2 separate regions of the Mus musculus genome follow, and region 1 is linked to region 2. The links are chromatin contacts, called in public Hi-C maps. All regions are on one chromosome and are shown on one strand. Each heading gives the region's core, a stretch centred on a gene start, on an enhancer-like site or on the middle of the called end of the contact. The rest is flanking DNA. Distances are from core to core; before and after follow the strand shown.

Region 1 (4,932 bases), core at 1,099-3,598, 760 kb after region 2:
GAAGGATCAGTGGGCAAAGCTCCGTAGGGCCCACAGAGTGCAAGAAGAGAACCTATTCTTGCAAGTTGTCTGTGGCCTCCACACTCACGCCATGACATCTATGTATTCTCCCCTCCCAACATAAAGTAAATAAATGTAATCAAAATAAAATTTAAAACTATTTGTTTAAAAAAGTATTAACCAGCCCTGATCAATACAACGCCATACATACCTATTAAATGCAAGGTTTCTGGTTTCTGCTCCTGTGCACAGCTGAGAAAGCCAACAGGGGCAAAATAAGACTCCAAAACCAAAAAAAACTAAGCGTTCTAAACTGGGCATAAGCAGTCACGGGGGCTGTGGCACAAGGCTTACTTAAAGAACAGAGGTTGGGAAGAGACACGAGGGATCTGGATTAGCAAAGAGGTAACCTAGAGAGAGGAGCAAGCCAAGTGTGTCAGAGACAGATAGTTCCAGAAACTTGAACATTTCCCCCCTCAGACACATTTTCACTTAGTAGCCCAGGCTGGCCTTAAACTTGCAGTTTCCTTGACTCAGCCTCTCAATTACTGAGATCCTGTGTGTCCTACCATACACAGCTCAGGACTTAAACAATGGAACTCAAATGTCATGAACATGTTGAGACACAGTGGGCTTGAGGGATGTGTCTTTGTAGCTACTAATGTAGTGTTTTGCTATCAGCAAACACTCATTAATCAGCTGCATAGAATTTTCTGATGGTGAGAATGATGTTGGTAGAAAGCCCTGATTTTGATGTTCAGCCCCTTTCTCCTGTACAATTTTGTGATGATAGGAGGAGCCAAGAAGCAGATGATGAAACAGCCTGTTTAAGATTCTGAGAGATTGAGTGTTGATACAACCTGGAATGTGAAGAAATTCTGCCAACATATGGGTTTGGACAGAGGTAAATGGCAGGTGACCTTCAACTAAAGCACTTGAGATTTGTCTTAGTGTGGAACTCTAGAAGGGACTTTAGTGAGCAGTATAACATACATAAATATACTATAGGAAGATCGCCAGATGAAATGTAAGTCTTGGGTTAGAAGAATATAAATAGGGACAGAGAAACCAGTTGGAACAAAAATGGCAGGGCAATTTGGGGAATTATAATTTTGATTTGAACTGGGATATTGGCAATGAGAGTCAAGACACACAGATATATCCAAGAAGGAAGTCTTTAACATTGGTTGGATGTGAGGGACCTTGAGTGAAGAGGAGTGGTGGGACTTGACTTGCAGATTCATTTGAACAATGATAGTAGGTAGTGCTAAAAATAGATACAGAAGAACATGAGAGATGATAGAACGTGGGAGATGATAGAGGGAGATGAGGAGTTCTGTCTTCTACATACTGACCTTGAGAAGCTTGTAAGGCAATTTATAGATGGGGAGGCAGAGAGGAAGAAAGAGGGAGTGCAAGTCTGCAGAAACCTAGGCACAGATATAGATATGTAAAGAAGACTAACCATGAGTGGTCAGAGAGGCATTATGTACACACAGGGAATGAGTTTGGGGGAAAGACTTTAAAGAAAAGGGGACTGCTATAGTTTCTCCACCTTTAAATCATCTAGTTTCTATGTTCCCAAATATTTTAGATTGCTCATGATCAATAAAGTCTTATATTGGGGGAGTGGGTAAGAAAACCAGTGTGAACAGTACTGTGCCAATGACACAGTCTGAAGGTCATTACATTTGTTTGGGTTCTGATCTCTGATGATTTTTACCTAATGCTACAGAAAATGAGAAAAAAAAACAAAACCAAAAACCAAAAACCTCTTTATTTATTGTGCAAGTTCACAAATACTAGCCAGCAAAGCAAGTGACCTATAAATACTCTGAGAACATTAAGGTAAGTGCGTTTTTTAAAAGGTTATGTCTTTTGGCTACTGCCTAATGTGATGATCGGTGAGAGCAGAACTGAAGACTGGCAGGAGATAGTAATGAAAGGTGGTGTGCAGTCCTTTTGGCCTCACGAAGAGCAGTGGACTAAATCTGTTCCCAGAGGGAGGCTTGATGAGCGATGACCTCGATACTCTTTTAAACATTCTGACAGTGAAGTAATGGATGCTTCTTTTACTGTTTGACTAGCAGGTTCTTGTCTGAGCGATTAGATCTATTATGTTGAATCTACTTAAAGGGTTACCTAAGGGCACAGTGGCTGAAGCATCAAAGCAGCTATATTTGTCTCTGTTATAGGCAGTGGGGACTGCAAAAGGCATGCCGTAAGAGGAGTCGAGTGGGTGCTGTAACATCAAAGTCCCTTTTCCCCCAGTAGTGGGAAGAGAGCAAGCACAAGGTCTGGAGAAGATATACTTCCCCCAACAGCCCACTCTGCTGATGAAGAGCTGGTGATTCACACTTGGATGGCCTTCCACTCCTACCCTTTCCCTAACAACACAAAGCCTGACTCAATCCTGAACCTTGCTAACAAAACAGATTTGCTCTTTTTTCGTCTTAGCAGCTTTGGAGTCTAAAGACGGACTCTGTGGGAAGGCAGATCCTTAGTTACCTCCTCCCCAAGCTGTTGCAGGAATTTCAGATCTCTGCTTGCTAAAGCACGCTCATGGAGCTCAGAGTTTTGGGGGGTTGGGGTGCTGAATGTACAGCCTTGGACACCCCTCACTCAACTCTGGGATTTTCTCCCTCTAACAAGGAGTTTGGCATTAGGGGTCTTCTAGGGCCCCCTATCTGCATCTTCGCCACCTGATTCCAAAAGAGTCTGGTCTTTCCATGACAAGCTTGACTGGCTCTTGAGAGCTGTTCTGTACTTGAACACGATGTCATAATAGGTCAGTCTGCTGAGAAGAACCTTGCTTGCTGAAGAAACCCATCAGGGAAGAGTCTTCTAGGTTGGAAATGTACTTATTCCTCTGGGAGATGGAAGACAAAGGATGCTGCTGTAAGGAGCCAAGAAAGCGTTAAATTTTCCTAGCTCTGTCAGTGCTCGCCCAGTACCCTGGCTGGTTTAGTTTGTGTTTACCTCCATGAAAAGCTTCCAGGTTTAAAGAAAGGGTATCATGAAGAAGCAGATGTCACAAACTTAGCTCGGACACTAGGTTGTTGTGTGACCTTGGATCAATTGTTAAACTTTACATACCACATTGTCTTTGCCTGTTAACTAATGATGCCTCATGGGAAGACTAAATGAACCCACACATACACAGCGGCCTTGAGTGTGTTTTGGGAGGTCACCTTCTGCATCTTCAGTCCCTTTACGCACCTTTGCTTATCCCTATCTGATCTCACCTTTGGTGCTGAGGGAAGTCTTCTGTTGTTTCCTAGTGCTTAGGTCCCCCTGGTGCTCCATGTATATCACTTATATTCTGGTGATGGCTTTCTTATATTGTTCTAGTATTGCTGGTCACCAAGGGAATACTGCTTATCATTCTACAATCGCTGGCCAAGTCTTAGGTGCATATGAGTGAAAATAGAAAACAATAAATTGCAGAGAGTGAAAGAGGACATTATGTGTAGTAGTTAAACCCTCTGTGGATGCTTAAACCAGCTTGCCTGGGTTTGAATCTTAACGTCACCAGCACAGACCTTTGCAAGTTTAGGGAGTTGTTGGACCTCTCTGCTCCTTAGTTTGTTTATCTGTGTAATGGCTATGGTAAAAATAAAACTTCTTTCCCAGGACTTTTGTGATGATTAAATAAATTATTGTTTAAAGGTGGTTTTGGCTGATGCTGGAGAGAACCTATTGTTATTTTAAAGAGCACAGGCTTTTGATTAGACAAAATTGAGCCCAGAGCCTGTTATATAGCTTATCATAAATTGCCCTTGAACAGAAATTATTCAATTTCTCTATACTGTACTGCACTTCTCATTTAAATAGGAGTAAAACTACACTCTTATCAACTGCGAGGGTGAAATTAGGATGAGAATCCAAAACATTGCATGTGTCTGGTAAGTGTTGATTTCTAAAACGCAGCCAGAGTTTGTCAATTGCCACATGGGGAATTGTTGAAGTAGCCCAGACCCTGTTTAGGAAACTGAAGAACTGTATCTTACCCTGAGCAAAGAGAAGAGTTGAGTCAGGGTGGCTGTGGGTAAACTGTAGGGAGAGATGCTAAAGCTACTTTGTGTGGGTTGCTAAGCTGTATCATAGGGAGAGATGCTGAAGTTACCTTTGTGTTGGTTGCTAAGGGGTATCATCACTGTCTTGACCAAATTAGGTCATTAAAATGTTGCCTTTGGAAGGGACTAGAGTCTTTGCCCATGGGAAATGCCAGCACAGGTCCATGCCCGTCGAGTTTGAGCGTATCTGTCATTATGTAAGGCATTCCTCATGTTTGTCCTTATGTAGGCATCTCAGTTAGTGTCATGGTGATGCATCAGGTGTGGGTGAGGAGAGATCTGTCGTCCCCGTAGCTAAGTGACTCTTCAAATCTTATTCTTAGAGAAGGTGAAGTTTAACAATGCAGACCTTGTGTATCTGAGGGGTACACTTGGCTTATTCTTTTAAACTGGAGGAGTTTAAAAAAAAACATGCTGAAGTTCATAGAGACCTAGTTTCTGGGTTCAGATTCTTGGTTCTTAATTTGAAATCTGATTTGTCCCTGAATGATGTTTTAGGTCTGTGGAGTGATCCTCCTCTTCTCTGTCAGCAGTGAGGGGCCAACGACTTTCTAACTTAGTAGATAGAGATATTTGAGGGGGTGGTCTCAGTCAGGAGCTCCACTAAGTCTGTCAGTCTTACAAGTAACAGGGCAAGAGAAAGCAAAGAGAGGCAGGCAGCCTTGACACTCATGGCTTCTTCCCAAGGTGACATTGCTCCGTTCTGAGCCCGTCTTCTGCCATACTCTGGGTCTTCGTTTGGACTTCATGGTCCAAGTTTCTAACTACCAATCTTCTCTTTGTATCTTAATTACTTTTTTGTTTTTGAAGGTAACATTGAATTGGGCAATTCAATCAGTTCTTTGGTAAGGAGATG
Region 2 (4,645 bases), core at 389-2,888:
GGAGGGGAGGGGAGCTTCGAACCACGAGGGGCAGCCTGGGCCAAGAGACTGACCAAGGGAGAAAAGATTAGACCTGAAGGTCAGGTAACCAAAATGGCTGGATTATAGGGAAGGGCAGCTCTTTCCCTGGGCTGGAGAAATTTAGGGTAGGGAGCAAGGTATGCCAGCCAGAAGGATCCTATAGCAGGTAGGGACTGCAGGATGCTGGGCTAGCATCAGCTTTGGTATGGGCACCTCAGCCATGTGTCCTGGGTTGGAGACCTAACTGCTGGAATACATCTGTATCTGGGGATGCTAGACCTAACTACCAAGCTATTTGAGGTTTAAGTGTGTGTAGGGTGAGTGTGGGGGGTGGGGAGTGGCTTCTTGGGGGTGGAAGCCAAGAGACCAGTCAGTTGGAGATGGAGCATCAGAGCTTACAAGATCACTTGCAAGGAGTCTGGCAGCCACAGCATTCATCACAAACATATTAGTCAATTGTTTTCTGAGCTTCTTTTATATTGGGAAACCAGAGGGCACTTTTTGTCCGAGTATTTCATTCTCTACTGATCTCTTCCTGTGAGACATTAAGAATGCTCTCCTGCCCTGGGTGAGTCAGAGGTCAGGAGGCAGGACATCTTGCACGTTTTTTGCATACACCCACCAAACATCCTGTGACTCAGTCCACCTCTTAATGGCTTGTATAGTGCACTTTGAGAAGCATCTAAGGTTTAGCCTCATAAAAATCAGAAACAGAAACTCTCTGCTTGTCTGACACCCAATATACAAACTTCCCAGAGCAAGATTAGCTGCGATTGAGAAGATCCCCGGAACACACGAACCCCCTAGTGCTAAAATTAGGAGCCTTGGGAACCTGAAATGATTGGTCAGCTTTCAGCTCTTCTGCAGAGAAGAAACCAAAAGCCAGGAGGCTTGCTTGCCCAAGCTACCACAATTTGTCATCGACAGACCTAGGCCAGATCCCAGGGTGGTAGGGTTCGTGTTCTTTGTAATGCCGGAATGTTCTTTTATTCCTGTGGGGACAGTACAGAACAGGTGTCCATGGCTCTGTCCTGCCTGTTTTCTAAATACAGGGACTTGTTTGTCACAGATACGCTCCTTCCTAATTAGCAGTATGTCCCACCCAGATAGCCATTAATCAATAGTGAGATCAAGTCTCTGTTTCTGGAGTCTGAACAACATAGTGTGAACAGGGAGCAGGGAGCTCCGTGAGCAGTGTCAGCAGTGGGTAAGCAAACCGGATTGTGCAAGGACTGAGAGGCCGCCCTGCAGAGAACACAGAGAAATACCGCACAGGGTGTAAACACCAGAGGCAAGGAAGTATTATTTCCCTGTCCTCAGAGGAAAACCATGGTCAACAGAAAAGCATTATAGTCCTCCTGACAGGAGAAGAAAGGTAACCATGGAGACACCCCATGTGGTAATGACCATGTAATGGAAAATGGTGTCACCTGACATTCATGTGTATGTGTGTTCTGAGGTCTGCTAAGGAACTCAGCAGTACTGTCTATCTAGATCTGAGGGCTGCTGTTTTCCTTGCTCTGTGTTCCTTGGACACAGAGTTTTCCTAAGGTAGCACAGATTCCTAGGGATGGTAAGCCTGTTAGGTGCAGCTCTTTACTATCCTTAATTGAGTGCCACCGTGTCTCTCTGATGCTGTGTGTGTGTGTGTGTGTGTGTGTGTGTTCTGTCTGCTTGCCTGGAGGGGCCCTGGTTGCCGTGTGCACGAGGGAACATCAGAAATGTGATCTGCTGAGGATTAAAGCTGGAGGACGTCTATTGGCAACTGGGGGTCAGGAACAAACTTTTTATAGTGCTTTGGCAGTTGCTCTCTTATATTTGGGAGGAAGCCCAAGGAAGTGACACATCTAAAGGGGGTGGCGTAAACACAGTGGGAGTGACTAAGATGTTGTGACACTTGTTTTGGGTGTTACTCCTCAAGGGGAACTTGGGTACCTCCGTTTCCATCCCACACCGCCTTTTCCTGCTGCTGACCTGAAACAGGTTACCCGTTCTGACTAATCTCTGAAAATGCAGGTAGACAGTGACTGAAGTGACCTACTTTGTACATGCCTGGGATGATGTCAATCAGCCAGCTTAGAAGGCAGCATTTCTGCTTTGGGTTGATGCCCGGGCTGGGCACTGACTTCAGGACATTACTTAAAAGAATGGAGTTGTGGAGTTGTACTCCCGGTGCTACGGGATGGAAGCAGAAGATCCAAAGTCCTCCTCAGAAAACTTGAGGCTAGCGTGGGATACACGAGATTTTGCCTCAAAAAGCAAACAGCAGCATAAAAAAAAAATAAAAAAAAAAAAATAAGTGAGATTGGGACTACCTATCAATCACAAGTAAATGGGGTCTGGGGTGTAGCTCAGAGGCAGTACACTCGCTTAGCATGCCCCATCTGTCGAGAAAGACATATGGGAAACAAACAGAGAGAGAAAGGGCAGCAGAACGGAACCTGTGTGCTGAGCTAGCACACTCCTATAATTCCAGTTACTCCAGAGTCACAGGGAAGGATGAGTCTAAATTCAAGGCCAGCCTGAGCAACTTAAGGAGACTCTTTCTCAAAAAGAAAAGGGCTGAGATATAGCTCAGTGGCGGAGCATTTGCCAGCATGTGCGTGCCACCACCTTACCTCCTTAGTGCTGATGAAAAAGAAAGAAAAACGTTGTGAAGAGGATGTGCTTTTTCATATGCCACAGGCCTGCTTCCCCTACTGCCAGCCTCACGCTATTATTGTGCCCTCACCACCTCTGGACCAGTGCTCACACTTTGTCAGATCCTTCAGTTGTCAGTCACTGTCCCGATTCTGCCCCTATTCCACTGAGCGTGCCATATCACGTCTAGCCATTGTGTCTCCTCTGGCATCTCCTGGATGCAGCACATCTCCAGGTTACTGACTGTTCTTGCTTCTGATGATCTTGGCAGGGTCTTGGTCAGGGGTTTCACTTGTATTACTTATTTATCTATCTGGCACTGAAGGTTGAGCGGGGCAAGGGCTCAACCACTGTTGTAGTTTCATTCTGTTGCTGTGATGAAACACCATGATGAGGGGAGGAAAGGGCTGATTTCAATTTACAGTCCTAGCTCACAGTCCACCAAGGAGGGAAGCCAAGGCAGGAACATGAAGGCAGGCCTGCTTGCTATTCCACACATTACCTGAAACCAAGGAATTCGGTTCACAGCCAAAGTACAGGAGAAACCGAAGAGGATGCTGCTTGCTGGCAAACTGTCGGGCCTACTTATACTTAGCTAGCCACTGATGAGATGACTACTACCCCCCTCTCCCTCCCCCTCCCCTCCTCCTCCTCTCCCTCCTCCTCCTCCCCCTCCTCTCCCTCTTCCCCTTCTCCTCCTCCTTTTCACCCTCCTCCCCTCCTCCTCCCCCTCCTCCTCCTTTTCACCCTCCTCCCCCTCCTCCTCCTCCTCCCTTCTTCCTTTTTCTTCCTCCTCCTGCATCCTAGCCTGCCTGTAGGAACCTGGAAGTCTCACCTCTTCTGCCCAGCCATTGGCTACTAGCATCTTTATTGATCAATCAAAAACCAATTGGGGAACAGGAGCTTCAGCGTTCACACGCAGATTTCCAATCAAAGTATCAGAACACCCCCTACATATTGGGGCCTTGAGGTTTGTAGTGTGGTCTTTACGTCCTATCCACTTTTCTGCTTCTTGAGCTACCAGATGTAAGCAAGCAGCCTTGCATCCCTGTTGCCCGTCTTTCTTGCCACAAAGGGCCCCTGATAAAGGTCAGGTCAATAGCTCAGCAGGTCAAGGAGCTGGCTGCTGAGCCTGACAACCGGAGCTTGAGGCGAGCCTGAAGGTTGGCTCTATCTACGTCCTCATGTGTGCCCCGTGGCATGTGCACATGCACACACACAAAATTCAATGTAAAACATTACAAATGGGGGCTGGTGAGATGGCTCAGTGGGTAAGAGCACCCGACTGCTCTTCCAAAGGTCCGGAGTTCAAATCCCAGCAACCACATGGTGGCTCACAACCATCCGTAACAAGATCTGATGCCCTCTTCTGGTGTGTCTGAAGACAGCTACAGTGTACTTACATATAATAAATAAATCTTTAAGAAAAAAAAACATTACAAATGTAAACCTATCTTCATTTCCACTGCTTCTTCGGCATTCCTTCTAGGCTCCGCCCCACAGTTACCTGGCAACAGCCAGGTGTGCCGGACTCACTATGAAGGGCTGTTTGCCCCCTCCTCTCTCTCTTCTCTTACCCACTTGCTCTCTTACTCCCTCTGTCCCTTTTCTTCCCACTCCCTCCCTCCCTCCTCTCTCTTCATGTATTCATGGCTGGCTGCTTCCTCCTCCTCCTCCTCTTCTTCCTCCTCTTCCTCTTTTCCTCCTCCTCCTTCTCCCCTATACCCCCCTTCTCTGTCTCTACTCTCTCAACTCCCCTTCCCAGGCCCTAAATAAACTCTATTCCATTACTATATCTGTCGTATGGCTGGTACAAGGAAGAAGGGGTGCTCAGCATGGGCCAGCAGGGCACCCTCTTCTACCTCCTCATACCTGGCTCTACTAAATATATCCCTGGCTCCTTCTTTCTTTTTTATAAAACACAACAGAGTGTAGTGGTATATTCATTTAATCCCAGCATTTGGAAGAGGCAGGAGAGTCTCTG

Evidence for each region. Hi-C and Micro-C count contacts between places; a contact is called where the count stands out from the background.
Region 1: a Hi-C map of bone marrow-derived macrophages shows a contact between it and region 2, with 14 read pairs. The contact joins two enhancer-like sites. A contact is called at or near these places in 1 of 484 Hi-C or Micro-C datasets (bone marrow-derived macrophages) and 2 of 115 datasets of contacts at active chromatin or transcription factors (double positive thymocytes and microglia).

Annotation. Positions count from the first base shown.
Region 1 is chr12:52,626,568-52,631,499 of GRCm38.p6, forward strand. It overlaps Gm35239 (a long non-coding RNA gene), which reads left to right. Exons shown (of 7, transcript XR_001780617.2): 3 at 794-904. Among named protein-coding and RNA genes, the nearest start is that of Gm23296, 24 kb to the left of the region's middle. Within about 2 kb of position 2,349, at least 17 of the 459 cell types and tissues checked have an H3K27ac peak or open chromatin away from gene starts, as enhancers often do. A contact at or near this core is called in bone marrow-derived macrophages, where this site is marked.
Region 2 is chr12:51,864,628-51,869,272 of GRCm38.p6, forward strand. No RefSeq gene overlaps it. Among named protein-coding and RNA genes, the nearest start is that of Gm34894, 15 kb to the left of the region's middle. Within about 2 kb of position 1,639, at least 271 of the 459 cell types and tissues checked have an H3K27ac peak or open chromatin away from gene starts, as enhancers often do. A contact at or near this core is called in bone marrow-derived macrophages, where this site is marked.